Linked DNA regions of Mus musculus: all the other regions are linked to region 2. A link is a contact called in public HiChIP or PLAC-seq and promoter capture Hi-C data. All regions are on one chromosome and are shown on one strand. The core of a region is the stretch at or near the end of the contact, and the rest is flanking DNA. Distances in the headings are between cores, read along the strand shown. Region 1 overlaps Topaz1 (testis and ovary specific PAZ domain containing 1). Region 2 holds the start of Kif15 (kinesin family member 15). Region 3 holds the start of Clec3b (C-type lectin domain family 3, member b).

Region 1 (3,383 bases), core at 116-2,615, 170 kb before region 2:
CCAAGCTGAGGTACATGAATGACAAGAAGCAGGGCCTATGAAAATCGAGGGGGAATGTCTCAGAATTAAGTAGATGACTGCATCCAGGCCGTCAGCCATGCAGGTTGTTAATTTATTAAGTAAAGACCATTTCTTCCCTGGCAAGGGCTGGGGTAAAGCTCAGGATGAGCCTCTCCCCATTCACCATCAGGGATGAGGCATCAATGCCAGACCTGAGCTACAGTGGGACAGACAGTGCCAGATAGAAATTACACGACAAAGTAGTTGAGACAACCCAAGAATGGAAAGAAAGTTCAATTTTGATATTCAAAAATATTGTTCCCATGTTTGCTTAAAATTCTGAATACATCTTTCTGTGGTTCTCAAACACTTGATAACACTATGTTTCAAACTTTGCTAATAAGTTTTGATATTTCGATTCCCCTGTGTCCATGTCTGACTCCTGCTGCCAATGTCTTAGTTATTTCTCATACATTGGCCTCTCAGTTCTTTCACATTTTTACAAGAATGACTCCTTCTCCTCTTCCCCTTCCCCTTCCCCTTCTTCTCCCTCTTCTTCTGCAGTTCATTGAAGCTGGGATGGTACCTGACCCAGAGCACTTGAACTATATTGTTAAGCTTTTACATCAAGCACAGGCATCCCAACAAGAAATATCTGCAGTTCTGCAAGCCAAATCCAGGTAAGATGGGAGACTGCCAGGTCTGTATCTTGGTGGAGACCAAGCGAGGTGAAATCCAAACTGTCTCAAGGCCAAGTTTGTCACCCATTATAAGCCTCTTCCTGTCTCTAAGCACAGCTGACCTGAATCTGACTCTGCTGAGAACCTCACTTAACTGCAGTGTACACTAAGGGCAAGGAAGCTTCTCTTCCCGTTTGACTGCTTACTTAATTGTACTTAATGTGCGCCAATGCGTATGCAAATCATAGTAGCTTTTTTTTTCTCCCTGGTTCACTCTTGCTAGCTTGGTGCTCTCACTTCCCCTTCGTTCACTATGTCTGCTCAGCTTATGAAGCTCCAACCAATGATTTAATCTCTGATTTACCATACTGCCATAAAACTGGCTGTCTTCCTTGGGAAGAGCACTTGCCTAGCATGTGCAGGGTTCTAGGTTCCATCCCTAGTGATGTTAAAAGTAAACAAGTAGTGCTGCAATAGACCCGTGTAGAGAAAAGGGAAAGCACATCTTGTTGGGCTGGAGAGAAGAGTCAGTAAAGTGCTTATCACATGAGTGTGAAGACTGACTAGTCATAGATATTTGTGACCCTGGTACAAGGAGACAGACAGGAGGGTCCCTGGGGTCAGTTGGCCATCCAACCTTGCTTACATAGTGAGTTCTGAGTTTAGTGAGAAACCTAGTCTCAAAAACAAGGTAGATGGTGGTAAGCCCTTGCTTGGCCTTCTTACTGGGGTGGTGAGAGAATGAAGAAAAGACAAACAGATACAGACAGAAGTATCTTGGATCAAGGAAGCAGGCTGCCAATCTTAGTAGGAGCAGTCTTCGGTATAAACATCCAGGGGGAGAAAGCTATGGCAGACATTTTCTGTACATACTACCAACATATGGACCAGAAAAGGAGGTATTACCACTTCTCTCTGAGTCACCCTTGAGTCACTTTTGCCATTCTTCCATGAGTCTGAGGCTCTGGGCTTCCTCTACTCCCTACAGGACAGATCCTGAGGAGTGAATGACACGTGAGGTTGACCTCTGAGTGCACGTGCCCACAGACACAAAGTTATTTCTTTAAAAGAAAAAGACACAGACATAAGTCATCAGGAGTGAAGGGATTAGTCCAGACCCTCCTGCCCCTGAAACGATTGGTGTGAATGTTAATCGTGTGTGAGCTCAGCAACAAAGATAAAAAGGAATGATTTCTAGGTCTTAATACTTGTATAAAGTATAGAAGAAATTTAATCCACAATTTAAACCTTTAAGAATGCTATCCCAATGACCAGATAGTTTCTCTTGAGAAGTCTACTCATTTTTTTAACAAGTCCAAGTGAATTTACACATAATTCCAGAAAATTGGAGAGACTAATTTCTATTGGTCTATATTTCTTTCTGTCTGCCGTTGATTTGTTTTTGTTTGCACCCAAAGGGTCTCACTATATAGTCAGTGCTACACTTGGCTTCCTAGTCCTCCTATCTCTATCTCCCACTTGGTAGGATGTGCCACCATGATTAGCTTATCAGCATTTTTGAGGCAGGTATTACCATATACAAAAAACAAAGTGGGCCCATCATGGTGGCACAGACCTTTTATCCTATCACTCAGAAAGCAGAGGCAGAGGCAGAGGCAGAGGCAGATGATCTCTGTGAGTTTGAAGCCAGTCTGGTCTGTAGAATGAGTTCCAGGACAGCTAAGGCTACATAGTGAAACCCTGTTTCAGAAAAATTAAATTAAAAGCCAAAGTGGGTACAAAAAACTAAGAGATGCCAGATGTGATAACTCAATACCTGTAATCTAGCATTTGAGAGATAGAGGCAGGAGGATCAGGAACTCAAATCTAGCCCAGGCCAGCCTGGGTTACATGGTACTCAGTCTTCATGCTGTGGAGCTGGAGCAGAGAGCACTACTACTCTAACAAAGGACCCAGGGTTGGATCTCAGCACCCATGTGGTGGCTCACAACCATTTGCAACTCCAGTTCTAGGGGATCTTATCCTGTCTGCTGGCCTCTGATGGTACCAGACATGCCTGGTACCATCATATTGTGCACATACATGCAGGCAACACATACACACACACTTTTAGATGATTTTTTAGAGGGCTATAAACCAGTATCTTTTATGAGTTTAAATGTGAAAATTCTTGACAGATTAGGAATGAAAGATAATTTTTTTAACTTGGTAAAGAAAGGCCCAAAGTGAGATCCGGCTCAAGGGGAGGTCCCAAGGCCTGACACTATTACTGAAGCTATAGAGCACTTACAAAAAGGAGCCTAGCATGACCGAGCTCTGTAAGAACCAACAAGCACCTGAAATAGTCAAATGCTGATATTTGCACCCAACCAATGGACAGAAACTGCTGGCCCTTGTGGTTGAATTGGGGAAAGGCTAGAAGAAGCTGAGGAGGAGGGCGACCCTGTAGGAGGACCAGCAGTTTCAATTAATATGGACCTCTGAGATCTCTCAAACACTGGACCACCATCCAGGTAGCATACACCAGCCAATATGAGGCCACCAACACATATACAGCAGAGGACTGTCGGGTCTGAGTTCAGTCAGAGAAGATGCACCTAACCCTCAAGAGACTGGAGGCCCCAGGAGTTTAGAGGTCTGCTTGGGTAGAGGGTAGGGGGTGGGGACATCCTCATAGAGACAGAGGGGTGGGGAGGAGGTATGGAATGTGGAACAGTCAGAGGGTGGACTGGAAGGGGGTGG
Region 2 (3,538 bases), core at 460-2,959:
TAAACTCCAAAGAGTTTATTTTTACTATACCAGAAAACAGAAACTGGGAAACTTCTCCAGTGGGATTAATTTCTATCTAGACTATTGAAGGCAGTGCCACATCATCTTGCTTCCTCTTTTCTAATCAATATTTTTCATCCCTGTCTTGTCTGGATTTGATAAAACAACAACAACAAAAACCAACAAAACACCAACAACCTGACTTTACCATCCAAGCCACAAAAGTACAGAAAATAACAGGAAAATTATATTTTCCCCTACCTCTGCTCATTTGATATACTAACAGCTTCAGTTTTGTAGATATCTTTGTTTGTTTTTCAAGACAGGGTTTCCTCTGTTTAGCCTTCATTGCCCTGCAACTCCATTTGTAGATCAGGCTGGTCTGGAAGTCAGAGATCTGCCTGCTTCTTCATTCTGAGTTCTAGGATTCAAAGACATGTGCCACCACTGCCCAGCAGATACTATTAGCTGCTATTCAAGGACACACAAATAGTTATATAAAAGGTTTTGTACATAAACAATACTGTACATAATTGTTTAACTTTTGAAATTTATCAAACAGAAACCTAGTACTCACTGTACAAATGTAACAATTATATTTTGTCAGCTAAGTCAAAACATTTCTACTTTTTAACTAAGAAAGGTTTTGCATACTTTGAGATAAATACAGAATTATCTCATTTTTCAAGCAACTGTCTAATATTTAATTTTGGGCAGTCATCTTATGGGGAATACCCTGCATGACTTGGCCTTTGCCCACTACTATATTTTATCCCATGTAACTTTCACAGCTTCTAAGAGTCTAGACAACTAAGTTTGAGTACTCAACTGTCCATTATGTCTGTCTTTTTTTCTCAAACTGTGTCTAGGATGCTCCAGGCCATCTCTTACATAGCTAGCCCTCAAAACTAAAGAATCCCTAGATGCGCTTTTGAACACAACTGCATGTCCTCTTGTTTGACCTGTGCATAGCTTCTCGGCAGCAAGAACGCATTGTGTTTTCAATGTTACCTTCATTAGACAACCCCCTTTGAGAAGTACTGTTTCATTTCCCTATCTTGAGACACACAGCTTGGTAAACAGCAGGGGTTCTACTAGTCCTGGCTGATTCCTTCAAAGACTCCTGATTCGAGTCGTTTAATCAAGTGGCTTCGGTCTCCTTATCTGAAAAAGGGGACGACGCTGTCAATCACCTTGCTCAGGTAAAGTGAGATCCGCAAGTAAGAAAGGACAGAAAAGCTGTCTAGACTAGCTACTAGGGCTAGGTCGTTTTCAAGAATAGCACCCTGCAAGTAAGAATTCCTGGACCCGAGAGGCCAGACCTGGGGTCCGGCTGGTCGCGAGTGAGGGACCTGTCAGTTACGTCGGCACCGAGGAGCCGGAAGTGGGGTGGAGATAGAGGGTCTGACTCGGGGCGACTCCCGCGGCCTCACCTTGGTCTCTACGGTGGGCCCCTCCTTGTAGCCGACTCTCTCTTTGAAGCGGGACAGGAAGGCGGGCTCTGCGGGCCGCACATAGGACACTTGGTTCCGCTTGCTCATGGTAGTTCTGGTTCTGACCAACAATAAATAGCACTCGGCAGACTTGGCAGGGTACAAAGTGTCTGTCGCCCGCGCGGACTTCTGACGTAGACCGTGTTAGTGACGCCATCCGACCACGCCCAGGAGGCGTGGTCCGTTGGGGCGCCAAATTCAAATCTGCGGCCATCTTGAAGGGAGGATTCTGGTGGTCCTGGCGTAAGCGAATCTCGGACGGGGTCGCCATGGCCCCCGGCTGCAAATGTAAGTTGCGAGCCTGCCTGGTGAACTCATCGCCGCTGGCAGATGCCGGTGCTACGGGGCGTCACCTCTTAGGGCGCCCCGCGAGGGCGACGACGGCACACGCAGTGGGAACCCGAGTTCCTCACGGAGCGCGGGCGTCCCGCCTCGGCCACCCTACACCCGAGCGCTCTTCTCTGTGCATGGGACCCTGCTGTTTCCTTGCTGGCTTCTGGTGTCCTGAGGGCGGCCCTTGCGCTGCACTTGATGCTTGATTACCTATTTCTGCCTTTTTTGAAGGGAAGGGATTTGTGTTCCCTTCGGTGGCCTACCCTCAGAGGAGGGAACTTTAAAGCGAATTGCAACGGTCCCTTTACAACAGTTCCCATTCTTCATGCAAGACTTCATGAGTTCCTGAAACCAGAACTGTATCTTAGTACAGAACCCTATAGATAATGTGCTCTGTAAACTAAGTGTACTAAGATTAGCTAATACTAAAATACCTCAATTATAGTAATAGACAGTAATAGTTATTTGAAAGTAGTCTTTGCCTCAATTATAGTAATAGACAGTAATAGTTATTTGAAAGTAGTCTTTGACATAGTGTCTTATTATACCGGTCTTTTATCCTATGAGATTCTACGGTGTCTACTTGCTGAGAGAAATTCTGTAGACAGTATGACAGAGTTAGTATCCAAAAGTCACTTGAACACAAGCATTGTGATATAGCCACTTGATCTAATAACAAATGGCTGAGACTGTTAGGAGAGTAGTGTTTATAGTACCTGGCTAAAAAGAGTTGTGTAGCATGAGGCTTTATATTGAGACCTTGTTTAAAAAAAAAAAAAAAAAAAGGCTTAGAAATTGTTTCATTCTGAATTTTCTATTTAGTTGTTTTAGATTGTGATTGATGGCTGAGGAAAAAAACATAGAAAAAAGAAGTGCAGATTATGAGTAGACTAATATATATATTAATCTGTTTTCATCACAAAGAGATTGATTTAATCCCCCACTTCCAACGTATATGAGTGCCACCTCTTATATTGCCTATTATCTTTCTTAAATTATTTTTAATTATTGGTGTGTATGTGAGTGCACATGCATGTGTATATGTGTGCACAGCTGCGAGTGTAGTTTGTGTGTAGGTTGCTTGTGTGGGTGAAGATGGCCGTGGAGTGGTTGGATACTCTAGAGCTAGCATTATGAGTGGTTGTGAGCTTCTGAATATGGGTGCTGGCATGTGTGGTTTTTTTTTTTTTCCTTTGTTTTTCGGCTGATTATAAGATTTGAGAATAAAATGAGATACTTGAGAAAATTGTGAAATTATACATTTGAAATTTACAATAGTGTTCATGTTTGTAGCTCTTTGTCAATTGTTATTGTTTCCTGATGAATTGTTTTAGTAACCCTTTAAGTCTATTACACTGATATTTGAACAGCTCTGTGTGATCTTTTCCTCTATTTAAAGTAGCCTGTCTCCTCTACCTCTTCAGCAGTAAGAGAATTTAAGCGTACAAACTAGTACATGATAGAGCTTAAATTCTTTTTAAAATCTAGGCTCGTCTTAAGGTTTCTGTGAAGCCAGACAGGGCCTGGAGCTTCTGATCCTCAGGATTTCACCTCCCAAGTGCTAGGACAGCGATAGCCTTGTAGTCAGTCAGTAACTCCTTCGGCCTCAGCCAGTCTTCTGATTTCTACCCTCACCGATTAGTTTTACCTATTCTTGAAGCTCATGAGCATGGTACATATATTCTTTTTCTTGTTGTAGTAACTGTCCTGAC
Region 3 (3,644 bases), core at 890-3,389, 200 kb after region 2:
GGCCTTGAACTCCTGAACTTCCTGCCTCAAACCCTCAAGTGCTGTGATTGCAGATGTGTACAATTCTCTGTTTATTACAGATGTGCATAACACCCTGTTTATTACATGCTAAGGGCCAAACCCAGGGTTTTGTTTGCTTGCTTGTTTGTTTTTGCTTTTTGAAACAGGGTCTCTCTGTGTAGTCTTGGCTGTCCTGAAACTCACTCTGTAGAGTGGGCTGGCCTCAAACTCAGAGAGCCACCTTCCTGATCCATCTTCTTCCTGAGTGCTAGGATTAAAGGTGTGAGCCACCATGCTCAGCTCAAAACCAGGGTTTCTTGCATGCTAGGCAAGCACTCTACCCTACTACTGAGCTACACCTCCATCCCTGCATTTTGCTTTTTAAAAGGTCATATTCACAGAAAATTCCAACTACTCTACAAAGGACCTTATTTCCAAAAGCCATTTTTGACTAAGTGGTCCATCTGAGCCACCTTGCTGCCTAAAGGTGAAGACGTGGTCATACATTGTAGCATCCCCACTGGAACTGGGACAGGACGTAGCTCTGCCCTGTGTGCCTTACATCCCATCAATTGTATCCAAGGGTCCTTTCCAGAATTATATGTGGAGCTATATTATGTGTTCATCTCCTCCAGCCTGGTGCTGATGGTAGTGTGAGAGCTCCCATTCTGCAGAATCTCCAACACTGGTGAGTTCACACCTTAGGAACTCCTTCAGGCTGGCTGTTCCCACTGATGGGTCCTAAGCATTCTTAAGTATGCTTGATTCCTGGCAGTGAGACACATTTGGTGTCCCGTCCAGCAGGACTTAGTTATTCCATGGGTCGAGAAGGACCAGGGCCTGAAAGACGAAATGAGCGGAGAAAGGGAAGCAAGACCAAGCAAAGAGTTGTCAAGGTCTGTTTAATGAAGGCTAGGAGCCTGATTATAAGCACACAGTGAGAGAAAATAGGAAGGGGCATAATAAAATACAGAGAAAGGGATGGACATCTGGGGCGGATGCTGATTACAGGCTTCTTGCAGCTTATCTTGGAATGTCAGCCCTAAAACAGTCCTGGGCACCAAACGGAGACATGGAGGAGAAGGTGAAGCTGCCTTAATCTAAGCAGTTCTAGGTGCCAAGTGAAGGAGGGAGTGAAGCTGGCAGTCTCAGGTGCCAGGTGGAGGCAATGAAGGAGGGGGTGACATAATTCCCTTCAAAGGGTCAGTGGATCTTTAGGGTGAGAGTTACTGGCGGGACTTAGTTTCCCACAGTTTGGTCTCTCACAATTTGGGTTCATTTCCTGCCCCAGCCTTGGACCCAGCATCTCTCTGCCATGCTCTGAATCCTTGAGTAGAATGTTGCATTCTGTACTTACATGCCAGGAGGACTCAAGGCTTTGGATGGCTTGTAGCAGTAAGATCCTTTCAGGGACAGCTGGGAGTCAGATGTTTCTGCATTCTTATGTTGACTACACATATGGATTTCTCTGGATATGTTCACATTCACAGGGGCCCACCGATAACCCTGCTTTTAAGCCCACTGTTTTACTAGGGTCTGCTTATGCCATCGGTGTTCCTGTGGTCTTGGCCATCACTCCCCTGCTTACAGGGTTCCTCCTTCCCATGCTTGGAATCCAGCACTGTTGCAGGACCTCCACTTTCCTGGCTATGCCTCCCTCTGTCCTGCAGAGCTTTGATACCCCTCACTGCACATCCAGGAGACATCACCCTGGTTCCCTCTCTGGCACCTCTGCTCTAAGGCCTTTTGGGTCCCTTCTCTGCTCTGGTCCCCTCTTTTGCTCTGTCTCTCTTATGGCTTCAGGACAGATTTTTGAGGGAAAAAATGTGAGGAAGGACCCCCAGTTCCCTCAACAAAATGGGAAAGGGCAATTCTGTGGGTGCAGAGACTCATTAAGCCAATGTTAGGCCCAATCTGGCTCCTGCGAGAGATGATCACTGGATGGATTGAACAATGACAGCTTTTGGCTATCTGTCAGAATCCTTTGAAATGCTGACTTTCTCGGAGCCTGGCCAGGCTGCTGGGTGTTTGTCCACAGCAGTGTAGCTATGGCTCCCAAGCCTTTCTCCTTTGGCAGGCTTGCTTCACTTTTTTTTTCTCTCTCTCTTTCTTTTTTACATGTCTTCAGCCAAGTTTTGGGAGGGTTTCCCAGGCTGAGGTCCTTGTGTCCACAGCCTTAAGACGTGTAGCCCAGGCTGCAGTGGCCACTGCTTTCTGACCCAGGCAGCAGCAGCAGTATGGGATTTTGGGGCACCTACCTGCTCTTCTGCCTCTTCTCCTTCCTGTCCCAGGTCATTGCAGAGTCACCCACTCCCAAGGCCAAGAAGGCTGCAAATGCCAAGAAAGGTAAGAAGGGGGCAGCTGTCCCTCCCAATGCCCTAGGAGCAGCTTTTTCCTTTATCTTCTGGGGAGCAGTCACAGTCTGGGGGCAGCTACCCTCCTGGTTACCTCATGATCCTCCCTCCATATCTGATGTTGGTGAGTCCTTCTGGGACCTTTGGTGAGAGACCCCTGGAGCTTGGGGATTTCTCATAGCAAGGATGGCTGTCAGAGATTCGAGTCCCTGACTCTTAGAACAGAGAATAATCTTACTAGGTTTTGTAAACTAACATCTGCTCCTCCTCTGGCACCCAACACGTTAGAGAAATCAAACCTCCGGCTTGGAGATGGACAGTTCCCAACAGGGAGCACCAGACTGGGTTTCCTCAACTGTGAGCCCAGGAGGGTGGAATTTGCTCAAAGACTTGCAGACAACATTTAATAATATATTTAAAGTCCTCCAGAGACAAACTCAGAGGGGGAATGGGGGGAGATGGACTTTTACTTCCATGGGGTGTCAGCCTTGTTCCCTCAGATGAGCTCAGAGCATCTCTGCTCTCCTCTGAAAAGTTGAGGCTGCAAGACCTACCTCCATAGTCCTGTCAGCAGTGAGGTCATCCTGGGATGGGTGGGGAACGTTCTGGTAATGACTGAGGCTGTCACCCTACAGGACTTTGGAGGATGGCAGGAAGAGTCAGAGAGATGGGGCCCTAGAACCCAGCCAAAGAGAGGGGAGGGTGTGAAGAAATTTACAGGCCCTCTGAGCCTCCACAGTGAACTATACAAATCAGCATCTTGGAACACAAGGCTACAGCAAAGAGCAGGCAGAATCCAGCGGTAGGGTGCTTGCTTGCCCAGTGGCTGCAAGAAACTGAGTTTGATTCAGAATTTACATAAAATCCAGAGTGAAGGGAAACACTTTAACCACAGCACTCTGGAAGTGGAGGCAGGAGAATTATAATTTAAGGTTATCTTCAACTGTATAGCAAATTTGAGACCAACCAAGGCTACAGAACCCATCTCAAAAAAAAAAAAAAAAAAGTAACAAAACAAAACTCCAGCATTAGAGTTAAGCCGCTTCCTTCCTGCTGTGCTCTAATGTGCAAGCTGCCTATAGTGTGACTTCCTGGTTCTGTCTTCAGAACTTTAAACAAACAAACGAACAAGATAAAGCGCTGGGTGTGGTGGTGGACACCTTTAAACTCAGGACTCTGGAGGCAGGCAGGTGGATATCTGTGAGTTTGAGTCCAGCCTAGGGGTTCCAGGCCAGGCAAGGCTGTACAGGGAGACTCTGTCTTAAAAATAGGCAAAACCAAAATACTGAA

The links. HiChIP or PLAC-seq counts read pairs in DNA pulled down with a chosen protein or histone mark. Capture Hi-C pulls out chosen DNA fragments and counts their contacts.
Region 1: an H3K4me3 HiChIP or PLAC-seq map of bone marrow-derived macrophages shows a contact between it and region 2, with 2.2 times the contacts expected there. The contact joins the enhancer-like site here to the promoter of Kif15 in region 2. A contact is called at or near these places in 6 of 39 promoter capture datasets (the 3T3-L1 cell line, the C10 cell line, frontonasal cranial neural crest and 3 more), 2 of 115 datasets of contacts at active chromatin or transcription factors (the SCID.adh cell line and bone marrow-derived macrophages) and 2 of 9 other capture datasets (adipose tissue and liver).
Region 3: a contact with region 2 is called in a promoter capture Hi-C map of adipose tissue. The contact joins the promoter of Clec3b here to the promoter of Kif15 in region 2. A contact is called at or near these places in 1 of 115 datasets of contacts at active chromatin or transcription factors (pancreatic cancer cells) and 2 of 9 other capture datasets (adipose tissue and liver).

The regions. Positions count from the first base shown.
Region 1 is chr9:122,784,511-122,787,893 of GRCm38.p6, forward strand. It overlaps Topaz1 (testis and ovary specific PAZ domain containing 1), which reads left to right. Exons shown (of 20, transcript NM_001199736.2): 12 at 565-680. Among named protein-coding and RNA genes, the nearest start is that of Tcaim, 19 kb to the right of the region's middle. Within about 2 kb of position 1,366, at least 18 of the 459 cell types and tissues checked have an H3K27ac peak or open chromatin away from gene starts, as enhancers often do. A contact at or near this core is called in bone marrow-derived macrophages, where this site is marked.
Region 2 is chr9:122,949,372-122,952,909 of GRCm38.p6, forward strand. Kif15 (kinesin family member 15) reads left to right here and starts at 1,710. Exons shown (of 35, transcript NM_010620.1): 1 at 1,710-1,781. The coding sequence starts at 1,763. It overlaps 1110059G10Rik (RIKEN cDNA 1110059G10 gene), which reads right to left and starts at 1,629. Exons shown (of 3, transcript NM_025419.4): 1 at 1,434-1,629. The coding sequence starts at 1,541.
Region 3 is chr9:123,148,807-123,152,450 of GRCm38.p6, forward strand. Clec3b (C-type lectin domain family 3, member b) reads left to right here and starts at 2,140. Exons shown (of 3, transcript NM_011606.2): 1 at 2,140-2,346. The coding sequence starts at 2,238.